3 separate regions of the Mus musculus genome follow, and all the other regions are linked to region 1. Evidence: chromatin contacts called from public HiCAR-type and promoter capture Hi-C data. All regions are on one chromosome and are shown on one strand. The core of a region is the stretch at or near the end of the contact, and the rest is flanking DNA. Distances in the headings are between cores, read along the strand shown. Region 1 holds the start of Col4a5 (collagen, type IV, alpha 5). Region 2 holds the start of Kcne1l (potassium voltage-gated channel, Isk-related family, member 1-like, pseudogene). Region 3 holds the start of Nxt2 (nuclear transport factor 2-like export factor 2).

The links. Promoter capture Hi-C pulls out the DNA fragments that hold promoters and counts their contacts. HiCAR-type assays count read pairs that join an accessible place to other places.
Region 2: a contact with region 1 is called in a HiCAR-type map of astrocytes, with 4 times the contacts expected there. The contact joins the promoter of Kcne1l here to the promoter of Col4a5 in region 1. A contact is called at or near these places in 4 of 39 promoter capture datasets (cranial neural crest, embryonic stem cells, hippocampal neurons and 1 more) and 1 of 115 datasets of contacts at active chromatin or transcription factors (astrocytes).
Region 3: a promoter capture Hi-C map of cranial neural crest shows a contact between it and region 1. The contact joins the promoter of Nxt2 here to the promoter of Col4a5 in region 1. A contact is called at or near these places in 2 of 39 promoter capture datasets (cranial neural crest and hippocampal neurons).

The regions. Positions count from the first base shown.
Region 1 is chrX:141,473,542-141,478,408 of GRCm38.p6, reverse strand. It overlaps Col4a5 (collagen, type IV, alpha 5), which reads right to left and starts at 2,990. Exons shown (of 53, transcript NM_001163155.1): 1 at 2,594-2,990. The coding sequence starts at 2,674. Col4a6 (collagen, type IV, alpha 6) reads left to right here and starts at 4,333. Exons shown (of 45, transcript NM_053185.2): 1 at 4,333-4,600; 2 at 4,796-4,847. The coding sequence starts at 4,590.
Region 2 is chrX:142,303,439-142,308,305 of GRCm38.p6, reverse strand. It overlaps Kcne1l (potassium voltage-gated channel, Isk-related family, member 1-like, pseudogene), which reads left to right and starts at 2,108. Exons shown (of 1, transcript NM_021487.1): 1 at 2,108-3,553. The coding sequence starts at 2,281. The coding sequence ends at 2,712.
Region 3 is chrX:142,226,234-142,231,100 of GRCm38.p6, reverse strand. It overlaps Nxt2 (nuclear transport factor 2-like export factor 2), which reads right to left and starts at 2,924. Exons shown (of 4, transcript NM_172782.4): 1 at 2,720-2,924; 2 at 1,491-1,577. The coding sequence starts at 2,734.

The DNA.
Region 1 (4,867 bases), core at 1,741-4,240:
CTAGCATCACATAAAGGACTAAATATCAAAATTTGTCTTACTATCCTAACATAGTACTTAGCACATAATAAACACTGAACAATGTAAACACAAACAATAATGAAAGCAAGATGAGCATTTTTTCTATAGAATAGAACATTTCATAGAAAAAAAATGGCCAAAAGCCTTGCTATTACCCTTGACAAGTTCTTATAAATGGTCACAAGGTACACAGTATGGTTTAAATTGTAGAAATAATACTATAACTTCCAAGAAAAACAAAAATAACTTACAAACATTTGTATGGTAGAAGTAGTATAATTCTCCATATTATTTATAGACATATCATTAAATCTACAAGCTTATCTCTTTGACAGAGTTTGTATAGCCATAGTCACCTTAACATTTAAAAATATGATTTTTTTCTATCACTAAAAATGATCCTTACAGACTAAAGTTACCCTGTTTTCTTGCTGCTGACCATTCAATACCTGGGTTATTGTATTCTACCTAATAAACATTCTACCTTAAAAAGAAAGTTCACATATTTTTGTTATCTAAATTTGGCATGACTCCAGAGATAGTAAAGTCATATAACTATGAAAAAGTAAATTAATTTAAGAAGTAATGTTCTTCCTGATATAAAAGCCTCAATATTAGAAGACATTGGTGAAAAACTAAGCCAAGTACAGCCAAGTTTCACTCTGGAGAAGGTGACCAATACCCCCAGCACAAGTATGGAGAGCAGATACCATTCATATTTTTGAGATGATTAAAACTTTCATTTAACTAGGGCATTTATTTGTGAGGAAGGAACAACAAACCCCTAGATTTAAAAGAGGAACAAAATTCTAACCATAGGAAAGTGTGAACTAAAAAGTCCTTTCAAAACTGTATAGGAGGGGGAAATCCCAATTACTTCACAAACACTTGTTACTTTAAGAATACGAAAGTAAGCTTGCACATAAGTTTTGTCAATAAAAAAAAATCTTATTTTTAATATAAATGAATTTCAACTGGCATGCAGTGTTGTTATACACACAAGTATAAATGGTAACTAAGAGGAAGGATTGCTTCAGAAGTCATCCACAAAGTTTTTGCCCATAGGGCAAATGCTATAAACAAAAGGCACTAAGATGAGCTTCAAATGAACTATTTTCTATAGCCCAATTATAATTTATTCTAACCATCTTTAGCCATATTGACTGCGGAAACCATACCCCATCAAAAATGCTCTGCACCAAAAGAACATTATTAAGTCGTATATCTACTTTGATGGAGGAAAATGATGGTATGCATAACTAAAACATTTTAGATGTGCAAGTTTTCCCACAGATTTTCTATCATAATTATGTTGTGATTACAATAACATCAAAGTTACTTTTTGTAACAGCAGTATACACAGTTTTTCTAGCATATACAGAGGGCAATGTGATCTGAGGTGTGCTGAGTCCAAAAGGAAGCTAACTTTGATGTAGACCCAGATGTCTGTAATATTGTAGCTGCGTCTAAAGGATTGATAGTCACTCCACCATGTGAAGGCCTAAGCTATGATGCCATATTTAAGTGGTTTTAAACATCCATTCTGTGTACTCAAATATAATACTTAAATAATTTGTCACACATTTAGTTGTTCACAGTTTATATGAAATTAAGTAGGGTAGACTTCAAACTGGAGAATATTTTCTGCAGCAAAGCCCTTCATTCCTTTGCATTTACCTCTTATCTCCAGAAGGAGAGTGGGTGTTGGGACTACCCAGATTTCCTGCTCAGGAACAGGCTGTGGTATCCAGTCTACATTCCTAAAGGCAAGTGGAACTTTTTGCTCTGTCATTTCGTGTGAGCATCCTCCCCCACTCTTCTAACCCATAGAGCTCATTCCCATTGGAAAACTGAGACTTCTTGTCCTTTAAATGGGTGAAAGGCAAACTCTCAAGTTGTTCAGGTGCCTTTATGAGTTTAAAAAGTGCAAGCCAACAGAAACCCATAACTTTTTTTTTTTAATGTGCAAAACTCCTGAAGCATAAGACTATGTATGCTTCTTTACTTCGTCCTGGTTGATAGGTTATTTTATCTTTTGTAAAAGAATGATGTCAACAGGTCAGAAAACAGGGCAGAACTTTACAAACCTGGGGTGGGGGGTGGGTTCATGTGGCTTAAGAAAAGAGCATATGCCAAGAGAAGAACTCCATCAAGGCTATTACCACACTGACCACAGTTCAATTTTAGAGGAACCAAATTTTAAACTATAAACCAAGGTTAAATCGTGCTTGGGCTGGGTCCAAGTAGTGAAAGAAGCTAGCTGGTAGACAGCTACCCTGGGTGGGGGATAGAGAGGAAGAAAAGTTTTAAATATCCTCCAGAGCCCAGTGACCCATTAATGTGCCTCCCACACCCTCTGCCCACTCTTGCCCCAGAAGAGGTAGCTACAGAGAAGTAAGCGGCCCTGTTTTTAAACACTTGGAATTTTCCCTCAGACCAGAGTTGGGAATTATATTTCTTTCTACTTAAAGCCAATTTTGACTTCCCTGGCCAAGGTCAAAGAGTAGGGAAGGTAAAGGCTCCAGTGGTTTCTGTTGGAGCGAGCAGTGATGGGGCGGGAGGGAGGACTTACCGCAGCCTCTGCGGGCTGCCCCCACAGACACAGGGCCAGTAAGAACCAGCCGGCAGCCAGGCACACTCCACGCACTTGCATTCTTCTCTGGCTCCCGCAGCTCCGTCAGCACCCGCAGGGAATCCCAGGTCCCTTCAGACCGATTGACATAATCTTGAAGGGTTATTGAGAAGAGAGCTAGAAAGGGGACAGTGAGTGTCCCGGTTATGCTGGTGCACTTGGGGGAAGAGATTTATAAGAGGGAAGCGATTAAAATAAGAGAGAGAGAGGGAGAGCAAGAACAAGAAAAGAAAGCTGTTCTTCCCTCCCCCCTCCCCTCCCCAAAGCCGATCTCTCAGGAGCACTTTGCCTTCTGTTGGGACTTGCAAACTTTCCTCACTCAACGTCCTACAAATCTACTTTCCTCGCTCTCTTCCCTGCACCGCCCCCTCCCCGCTGGCGCTGGGGAATTTGCGTATCACTCCGCCAGTGCTTCCCACTGCACCGGCAACCTGCGAGGGAGTGACGCTCAGTTATTTGAGGGAGGGAAACTTCAAGACAAGTTGACTGAACCCCACAAGTCCAACCAAAAAGATTTCTCGTTTGTTCATTGGCAGCTTCTCTTAACAGTACTCTTGCCTGCCAGTCCAGCTTTCCCTCAGATGTCTGCATCAAAGCCATTGACAAACAGACCTGAGCTGGGACTATTTTTTCCAGCGGATGGATTTCAGAGTGTGGTGCTTTTTATTGTTAATCATTAGAAACAAAGTTTTCGCCTCTGCTCCATGGGCTGCTGGCCTTTGCCTTTCAAGTGTTGGTAGGACAGTTTCTATATACAAACAGAAAATGAGAAAATATTAGATATACGTATATAAAGTAAGACAATGAACATATGTATTTGTGAATACCTAATGTATGTAACAACATATGCCATATAGGATGCATTAAGTAGGTTAATAATGTTAAAAGGTTAAATGTTATTGTAACTTACTTACTGTTTCTATTTACATGTATTGAGTACCATAAATAATATTTGTCACTTATATCAAGCTAAGGTAAAAGGTAGTGGCTGCCATCATTCTATTTCAGAAGGACCTGTGGCAAGCAATTATATAACATTAGCATAATTCCTTACAACTAAAACAAGCATCTCATTTAAAATGTCTATATGGAGTCAATAGTAGTTGAATTTGTGTCTCCTAGATGAAGTAGGCATGCATATCGCTTTGATAACTTGTAGACACTTTTAAGAACCAAAAGACCAAAAATATACACGATGTGGACTCCTTGGAGTGTCTTTCAGGAATTTGCTAAAGAATTCTTCTGAACATTTCTATTCTCAGTCTGGGATAAACTGCATTCTTTATATTTTGAATCCGTTTTATAAGGACCAATTCCTCCTCAGTTTTACTGGGTTTAGAGATTAGGCTTACAACTCCAGAGATTCCCTCCTCATCTTTCTAAAAGTTTAGTGAAAAAATAGGAAGTTAGAATAAGAGTCTGCACACTTGGGCCCTTGTGCAAGGTCTCTTTCAGGACTATCTGCCTATGTAGTAGTAGTGCACCCAAGTCTATTTTACTTTATGGAAATATATAATGCCTACTTGCATAGATTCTTGTGTATAGGTCTCTAGAGACCTGTGCATGAAACTTTGGAACGGTTATGTGCAGAGGTGCTTGAAATTGAGAAAGAGAAGCAGCTTCCCAAGGTAGGGGGAGGTGATTGACAGCAGGCAGCCCCGCCCCGTCCCCCTCCATTCCTTCCTCCCTGGGCTCATGGAACTATCTCCTGAGTGCTAGAAGTTGTAGCGGGCACCACTGCGTGTGTTTTCCTTTGGGGCACTTTTTTTTTCTAGCGGCTGATTTTAGTTTCTTCCAAATTAAGCCACTTCGCCCCCCTTCCCCACACTGTCCTGAATAAGGAACAAACTGCCAAGCATCAACGGAGCCCAGATGAGCCCGCGCCGCGGAGCAGCTTAGCAGTCTCCTGGGACCCAGCTCCGGAGCAGCCACAAGCATGCACCCTGGGTGAGCTGCTGCTGCTCAGAATCCCCCTCCTCTTTCCAACTTTGGACTGCTTTCCCAAGCCAGGACTATACTTGCACTTCTGTCACTGCGGAAAAAGTGGGAGTAGGCATCAAAAGGGAGCCCGGGGGAACACTTTCTCACTCAGGACCCTGTAGTCCAGAGAGCCCATGTTTCTCACCCTCCCTCTCCTTTCAGATTGTGGCTGTTCCTGGTTTCCTTATGCTTGACCAAAGAACTGGCAGAATCGGTAAGGCTTCAAAAGACCCC
Region 2 (4,867 bases), core at 859-3,358, 830 kb before region 1:
ACTACATATCCCTGGCTAGCTTGGAACTCAGTATATAGATAGGCTAGCCCTAAACTCACAGAGTTGTTCTCGACTCTATCTCTCAAGTTCAGGGATTAAAGACATGTGTTACAAACCCCCAGCCAAAGCTTACAGTTTCAGCATGTCTACTTGACTTTCTTATTCGTTTCCTTTTTATAAAAATGGAAGTCATCTTATGAGTTTCATAAGCCATCGAGAAGTCCAAGGTTACTCTTCCTTTAGTACTGACCTTAGATTTTTTTTTTTAAGGCGTGTTTTAAAAGACAGGAGAAGTCTTTTAGTTCCAACATTTTTATCTCTGGAGAGTTACTGCTTTGGAAAGTCCCTAGTGGTGTCTTGTGGCATTCATCATCCAAGTCACTTTAACAGCCATTCCCTGATCGAAGCCCCTCTGAGCTGAGCAGCCAGAGGCGTCCAGCCAAGTCATGTGAAAGGTCTCTGGGGACTGTTACAAGTTGTGAAGCTAGGAGAGAGTGGTATCAACCTCACCCAAACACCTAGAAGGCTCTGGCCTCTGAGGGGAGAATGGGCTGAGGGGCAAAGATGCCAGCAAAGCTCTTTAAAATGTCAAAGCAAGGCTGGGGAGATGGCTTGACAGTTAAGAGCACTTGCTGCTCTTCTGAGGACCCAGGTTCAATCTTAGCTCAATAACCGTCTGCAACTCAAGTTCCAGGGGGCTATCTGATACCCGCTTCAGGTCTCTGCAAGCACAAGACATTCATGCTGTGCACAGAAACTCACGTGGGTAGAATACTCAAACACATAAAATAAAATATGAAGACCCCCTGGCACTTACAGCTTGGCCTCTGGATCAAATGGCATTTATTGATCAGGCAGCTTAGCTCCCTGAGTGTCCAGAGGGCATAGGCTTTTTTTCAGCCGTTCTCTCATTATTGTCTCCATGCAGCCAGACCTGACCACCACTACCTCACTTTGTCTACTTCTCTTGTCTACAAATCCTTTTCTTAGTCTATATTCAATTTAAGACAGCTTAAAGTTTGGGAATAATACGTGATATTGTCATCTACAAACGTTCTTGACTGCAATCATGTTTATCCTGTGAAGCCTGTGGCCCCCAGTCCTAAGGTTAGACATGCCTGGAACTGATCTTTGTCCAATTGCCTGTTTCCCCCTACCCCAAGAAAACATGACTGTTCCAGAAGCCATCAGACACTAGAGTTACTATCAAGCCTTGGAGAGTCCCACAGCATTGACTGAGAAGTATGTTTTCTAGAAAGGGCATTTTTCAGACCCAAAGACATCTAGAGAGTCATAGAATTTTGTTGTTGTTGTTGTCCCTGCTCCTCCTAATAGTGGAATTAGACGTCATTTCTGGGAAGATGGCTTGGTCAAAGGAAACAAGGTAACACTGTGCATAGACCATGCACATCTGAAGGCACATGGGTGACTGTCAAGGTGTGCTATCGGAGCAAGCAAGACTACTTCCCTGCAGTCTGGTGTATTATTTAGGGAGCATTTTGAACAACCTGGGAGTCTTCCATTGTGTTGGCCTACGTGATCAATCACTCTGGCACCAAATTTGCCTTGGGTATTTTCTAACTAAGACACTCTCTTCAGACCACAGGTGGGAAAATGTGAGAAAAATGTGTGAGGACTAGAAAGGAAATAGGCCTTGACTAACAGGGGTAGGATGTGAACAAGGGGTCTCAGCTGCCATAATCCAGCTAGTGCTGATGGAAGACATCTGAAATCTTGCTTGGGCATGCTCCAGGGCAGGTTCTGTCTTAGGGGAGGCAGGCGGCTGCTGTATCTGGGCCAAAGCCAGGCCTGCAGGGCTGGTGGCTAGAACTTGGAAGGAATTCTCTTCCGCAGCCCAGGGTCCAGGCTTGGCCCCAGTATGCAGCCTTGCCAACCTCTGCTGCCTGGGGCCTCGCGCATTCCGAGCCCCCACCCTCTCCGCCCCTCCTCTGGGCTCGCCCCATCCCTTGTCCCCTTCTCCTCCCCCTACCAGCTGTCCCCTTTCCCCTAAGTGGCCAGACAGTCTGAGCCTGGAAAGAGGCGGCGGCGGGCTGGAGGGGGCGTGGTGGGGAAGGGGAGGAGGAGCAGGGGTGAGGGGATAAGGAAGGCCCGGCCTGAGGCCCCAGTCACTGAGCGCCTGCCGGGGAGCTGGGTGCCACCTCGCTGTCGAAGTCTCTGCACCCTGCCTGCTCTGCTTGCTCCCCTTGCTCGCTTGCTTCCCCTTGTCCAGGGGGAAAGGTCAACTGCGTCCTGGAGCCTCCGTGCCACTCTCCAACAGCTATGAACTGCAGCGAGAGCCAACGGCTGCAAACCCTCTTGAACCGCTTGCTGCTGGAGCTGCACCATCGTGGCAACGCCAGCGGCCTGGGCATCGGAACCGGCCCGAGCATGGGCATGGGGGTCGTCCCTGACCCTTTCGTGGGCCGCGAGGCGACCAGCGCCAAGGGTAACGACGCTTATCTCTACATCCTACTCATCATGATCTTCTATGCCTGCCTAGCCGGAGGCCTCATCCTGGCCTACACCCGCTCCCGCAAGCTCGTCGAGGCCAAGGATGAGCCACCCCTGGCCTGTGTTGCTGAGCAGGAATGGGTCCCCGCTGCCATCGCATCTGCCGACCCGGAGAATGGCCAGGGCTTGCTGGCTGAGGGCGGCCACCAGCTCGCAGCAGGGGCGCTGCCTGCGCTGGCTCAGGGCGCTGAGAGGGTCTAGATCCGCTGTCCTCCTCATTTTGCTTATCCCTGGGCCTGGCTCCCGCGCTTTTACTGCCGTTCCAGAGCTCGCTTTACCCGAGGCCCAGAAGATGATGAGAGGTCAGAACCCTTCAAGGCAAGGCCCTGGAAGAAGAAGCAGCGCCTTACTCACACCCGACCACCTTCTCTCTCCCCTCCCTTCCATGCCGGCAGGCACCCCTACCCCGCATATCCAACCGAATTAAACTGCCTCTGCTTTCTTGTCTTCAGCCAGCCCCAACACCATGCTCTAGCCTTCTGGGAACAGAATCCAGCACGTCCAACACTTGGCATTGAATCGAAGCAACGAAGTCTAGCAGAACTCTGGGGCCGTTTAACTGGCAGCTGCTCCAGGGGCTGCCAAGGACTGCTCAGTCTGCACAGCTAATGGGGTTAGCCATCACTGCCAGGCCCGCTGCAGCAGCTCAAGCTTTCTGTTGCCTTGGGGACAGAGACAAAGAGCACGAAGAGACCTCAGACATCTTTTCCTTCAGCGGGCTATTAGGGAGACACTATTGTGGCATAGAATGGACTGAAGGGGAGGGAAGGTTCAATGGGAAAGGAAGATCTATGGTCCCAGGGGTATGGTGTTCTTGTTTTCCTGTCCCCCTAATTGCCATCCCAATGGTCTGAGTATTAGTGCTTTGGACATCTGGCTTGGATAATCATTACTAGTTGCTTAGCCTTAATAATCCCAAATGCATCTCTTATATTGGTTCAGTTATTACTGCAATGTATGTATGCTTCATTCAGGGCCAGTCATCCCTAGCTCTGTAACCTTGGGGAATCTTACAGGCAGGTAATAAAGTTTGTTAATCAGTAGCTCAAGACTCTTGTCTCAAAGATCCCAGCCTTGAGACCCACTACTGGATAGACAGGGAACTGTCTATTTTTTTGTTTGGAGATGATGTTTGGAAATTGGGTGGTGGTGATTTCTATATTGACTATAGGCTGAATATGGTAGCTGTGGGGGTGGGGTGGGGGGAAGGAAAGAGCATATGCAGAGTCCCAGCTACTGAAGGTGTTGAGGCAGGAAGATCATTTGAACCCAAGATTTCAAGGCCTGCCTGGGCAACATAGTGAAGAAGTTTCTGTGTCTGAATGTTTTTGTTTTTGTTTTAAATGTGTTTCAGAAGTTTTAACTGCTTTATCGCCTCTTCCCTTTTTCTTAATTCCTCATCACTTTTAAAAAAGACAATGCTAATTTAAAAAAAAACCCTCAAGACATGGAAGAAGTCGGAGGGAGGGGGTGCTGCAGATATGGTACAAATACATAAAACTTTAAAATTAATGTAATTTTCAAAAAGGTCTCTGAATCCCGCAAGTACTAGCTGTAATCAAAGTGAATCTGTAGAGCTACCTTTATAATGAGATGAGATTTCCACAATGTAAAACTGTAACACAGAAGTCAGAGGTGGGTGTTTTCATATGAGAGATTAAGACAGGATTTGATTATACAGTTGAAGCACACCCTGAACTCACTATGTAGCCCAGACTGGTTTTGAGCTTCTCCTCCTCCTGTACCATTATACTTGGCTCTAGAAGTGAATACATCCTGACTCATTCTCCTTCCTTCCAGATTATCAGAAACTTGCTTAGGGTTGAAATACATATAATAATGATGGTTTGGACTTCATCAATTACATATGAAATTACTTCCTTAAAGTCAGCCAATTTGCTTCAGTATAGCTGATTTCTCAGTAATAGCATGGTGAAGACATTATGGATCAGTTACATGCATTGATAGTCCAGAAGACTCATTCAAGCCATTGCCCTTGACCTTCCAGTTCATCTGGTGTTTTATGAGCTCTATTAATAAGTTAAACGAACTTACTTTCATTCCCAGGCTTCATTCCTTGAAGCTAAGCTGGCATTGCCTCATTGGCTCCTCTCCAGTTCCAGTTCCAGGACTAAGGTTACCTCCTTCTCTTGAAGGTGGGGGCTGAGAACTGGGCAGGCATCCAGGATGAGGATGGGAAGATAGAGGATGCTGGGAGAGCCACTCCAACCGTGTGGGGGAGACCTGAAGAGGCTGTGGGAGAAGGATAGAGATACACAGCCATGCTGAAGACATGGGAGGTAGTCCCCAGATCTGCATGTTAACTGCAATAGTTCCATTGATTTCTCTGGCATAA
Region 3 (4,867 bases), core at 1,675-4,174, 750 kb before region 1:
TATCTATGTAATCTATCTATCTATCTATCTATCTATCTATCTATCTATCTATCTTATCTATCTTATCTATCTATCTATCTATCTATCTATCTATCTATCTATCTATCTATCTATCTAGTACTTTTCTGAAAGCAGATCTTAGCTCTGGCTGTACTGAAGCTCACTATGTATACCGGGCTGGCCTTCAATTCAGAGAAACACCTACTTGTTCCTCCCAAGTGCTTGGATTAAAGGCATGTGTCATTAAATTCAACAGCATATATTAGTTCTGAAAGCACCAAGACAGGACAAATGACAGATATTCATGACAAAGGACAATAAACATCCATTGTCATAGCTTTTGCCACCTCCAGTTTCAAGTCAGCAATAATAACATGTTTTATCTTACTTTAAAAAGTTTTAAAAATAACAAAACTGTCCTGCACTGGTGGGAGAACAAGGCAAGGCTCATTCCATCACATACTGGAATAATTAATTCCTTTAAAATAGAGTTGAGATGGGGTTGCAAGATGGCTCAGTGGTTAAGAGCACTGACTGTTCTACCAGTGGACCTGAGTTCAATTCCCAGCACTTACATGTCAGTTCACAACTATCTAACTCCAGTTCATACATGCAGGCAAAATACAAATGCACATAAAATACTATAAAAATAGAGTTGAGGAATAAATTACAATGAAGATTTAAAAAAAAAGTGAGACCTTGATCTATTGAAAACTAAAAGCATGTCTATTCCTGGAATTCTTATTGTGAGCACCAGCTACAACTGAGAATCTTAAGCAGACCAACAGATGTCCCTGCAATGACACACCATTCCACACCATCATAATTTCTTTAACTATGTTAATTCGAGGGACTAAGAAAAAATCAACTATTTATATACAGGTGTGCTGGACCCAGTTATATGAAGTGTTTAATTTCCGAACTGGGGATATAGGACAGTGGTAAAGTACTTGCATAATCTGTTAAGGCCCCGAGTTCAATTTTCAGCACCGCAATTTTTTCTATTTAAAAATAAAACGAGGTAAAGAAAACTTGGGACTTTGCCTATGAACATGGAACTAGGTAAAGTCAAACTTATGATTCCAGAGCTGATATCCCCACCAATACCTTACCATGCCCTCTATAAGCAACTCGTTTTCTTTTTATATTTTTATTTAAACGTTTTTAAATTTAAATATATTTTGATCATATTCTTTCTCTCCCCCAAGTCCCACCAGATCTTTTCCCCAGCCTTCCAACATGTTTGGGTTTCAAAAAACCCAAACAAAAACTTAATACAACAAAACACTTCCCAAACCAAACCAATAAAACAAAATAAAACAACACCAAAACTGAAAAAAGAACAACAACATAAAAACAATCCACCAAACTGTACTCAAATGAAAGCAACTCTTCAAGAACTTGTGCACCATAATTACATATGCAGGTCAGATAAATGGTATTTTAAAAATAAAATTTAAACAAAGAACAATAGAGACTATAAAACTCACATGTCGTCTTTTGTCCATTGTCTCATAGTAAATATTGACAAATTCCTCGGCAGCTCTACATGCCTGATCCACATAAGTTTTAAAATTCTACGAGAAAATATTCACAAATGTAGATTATAATTCCACCAATCCCCCCTCAAGCACAAAATACACAAAAGAAGTTGTCAATTTATGCTCATCATTCTAAAGCTGCATTTGAATTCCACTCCTATGACATAAATTTGAGTATTAAGATTAAGGCACAAATTTCTGCTTGAAAATCTGCTGCTAGTTTTAGGTGTATGTCTTTAAAACACATTCATCTCCCATCTTTTCATTCGTCACATATGAATCTTGGTTCTTTGCTTGGCATGTATCTGTAACTCGGAGATGTGCAGAGGCAGGGACCCTAGGTGTGAAGTGTGGGCAATTATTGAGTAGGCTAGCAAAGCGCTTCATTTCAAGCGCTTATGACCAAGCTCAAAAGCTACTGCGATTAAAAAACAAACAAACAAACAAAAAAACCAAAAAAAAAAAAAACCTGTCAAAATAGAAGTGAACGTCTAAGCAGCCTCACGGAGACATTTTTCTTACGTTATATAACCACTCACTCGTGTCTGGAAGTGAATTGCAGAACCTAAGAAATGAAACCCCTCAGATCCATTCTCACCAGAGTATCCCTGATGAAGTAACCCTTTTGTGGAGGCAGTTCTAGTCTTTGAAATAAATAAAAACAATCGCCACCCTTTTTCAGGGATCCGGAGCTTTTGCTTGCTCTATCTATCTATCTATCTATCTATCTATCTATCTATCTATCTATCTATCTATCTATCTATCTATCTATCATCTATCTATCTATCTTTAAGCGCCAACGGAAAGAGGGCCACCTAAAGCCACCGGCCACAGAGCTGCATCCTCACACAGGCTGCTGGACTCCCACCAGCCGCTCCATCTCCGGAGCAGGGGGCGGGCGGAGGGCGCGAGCTCCGCCCCAGGGGCTGGCGGGCTGGAGCCTGATTCGCCACTCGCTCATGCTCGCGCCTCCTCCCTTCTCCCTCCCCTCCCCTCCCCCCTCCCCTCCCCTCCCCTCCCTTCCCCTCTCCCTCCCCTCCCCTCGGCTGCCCTCCCCTCCGCTGCCCTCCCCTCGGCTGCCCTCCCCTCCGCTGCCCTCCCCTCCCCTCCGCTGCCCGAGCCCTAGCTTGCTTGCTCCTCGGCCAAGCCGCGGGCGCCAGGAGGTGTCACGCACTCACCACTGCCAAGGCCATCAGGGGGCTGGAAATGGTCTGCTCCAGAGCTGGCCCCGGAGATGTCCGCACTTCCGCGCTCGTCTGGGTCCTTTGGCTGTGGAAGGATGAGATGTTTAGCAACAAAACGAACCTCGCCAATGGCACAGATTTCTCAACCCGCCCATTGTCCCCCGGAAGTAGCTCAGTCCGGTGTTAAAATCACCCCGATGTTCCAACTTTAAGCAGCGTTTCCCTTCAGTTCCGAGTGATCCCGCCCATCCGTTTTAAATTACTTGCAAACTGTTTATTTACCATAAGAGAAACAGATAAACGAAAAAACTAACCAACCTACACCATCCCCCCAAAACCCCAACAAAACAGAAGGGGAGGACCTTGCTTTTGTAAGCTTAATATGGAAAACAAATACATCTCAAGTTCCCAGCTACCTGTCCTGGCACAAGTTAATATTAAATATTCAATTTTGGGTGGGAACCTCTTCACACGAGGAGGCGGGGCCAAAATTTGAAGGCCAACGAGAAACGGGGGGGGGGGGAATCTATGTCCGTAGCCAATAGGAAAAGGGGGCAGAACTTATGGAAAGTAACACCAACCGCCAACTGCACGAGGGCTGAAAAATTTTAAAGTACAGGGGGTGCTGAAAACTGTTTAAAGTACGGCCAGTGGGGTTTAAAAACTGTTTAAAGTTCTAAAATGTTCTCCATTTTGAGCCTTGGCCACTAAGCTTCGCTGGGCTGCCTACAATTTCTCACGGTTTAATATACAAGCATTTCACGGATTCTCGCCACTCTGGGGGGATTATATAACAAGGACTACCCCCCTAAACCCTACGGTGTGTGTTTCCACAGCGTATTCAAGAACAGCAGGACAAGAAACAGTTTAGTAGTGATCACAAGCACGTTTCTAAACATTTTTACTCATACTCAATTATTTATGACAACTATAAGTTAAATATTATTTTCTTATCAGTCTATTTAAAAAAGTGATTAACCAGCGACTACCTAGGATTTAAGTACAAGTAATGTTTCACTACTCCACTGCCATTTTTTGTTTGTTTTTGTTTTTTGGTTTTTGTTTTGTTTTGTTTTGTTTTTTGTTTTTGTTTTTTTTCGAGACAGTGTTTCTCTGTATAGCCCTGGCTGTCCTGGAACTCACTCTGTAGACCAGGCTGGCCTCGAAGTCAGAAATCTGCCTGCCTCTGCCTCCTGAGTGCTGGGATTAAAGGCGTGCGCCACGACTGCCCGGCTCCCACGACCGCCCGGTTCCCACTGCCATTTTTTTTTTATTACGTATTTTCCTCAATTACATTTCCAATGCTATCCCAAAAGTCCCCCACTTCCCTACCCACCCATTCCCATTTTTAAATATCACTGCCATTTTTTAAAAAAACCAATGATTTCAAAGCGGCTACCGCCGGACTTCTAATTTTTGAATCAAAATATTTCTATAAACTTACTATTTGTAGTTGATTTGTGGCTCCACCCAGGAACTGCCCGAGTTTCCAAAATGTTGGTCCCCATTGGACCAGTTACTTCGAAATTTTTTCATATCTTTATCCTCCGTCAGCTCTCACTATCCCACTAACGGTTACCGCTCACTTCTCCAAAGCTGAGCAACTGAACGTCACTGCGCGTGCGCCTTAGTTACTTCACTTTTTTTTTTTTTTTTTTTTTTTTTTTTTTGTCGGCGATGATGCTCACTTCCTGTATTCTTTTTTTTTTTTTTTTCGGGACAGGGTTTCTCTGTATAGCCCTGGCTGACCTGGAACCCACTCTGTAGACCAGGCTGGCCTAGAAGTCAGAAATCCGCCTGCCTCTGCCTCCCGAGTGCTGGGATTAAAGGCATGTGCCACCAAGCCCGGCTTACTTCCTGTATTCTTATAATTCTTATAACTTCCGGCGCGGCTGCTCCCACAAGATGCCCCACTGTTCTTTATATGCTAATGAATCACAAGTCTGTATCTTCAGTTCTAGCTTTTTTATGGAGATGAATTATACATACTGAATTTGACTAATAGTGAAAATGAGAATGGTCTGCATGTTTCTCGGGTTTCTCAGAAACTCAAGTCCAAAATTTAAACTAATTTTATTCCAGTTTATTTCAATTCCATAATTTTCTCAATCAGTTATGTGTGGATCTTTGGATTTTTTTATT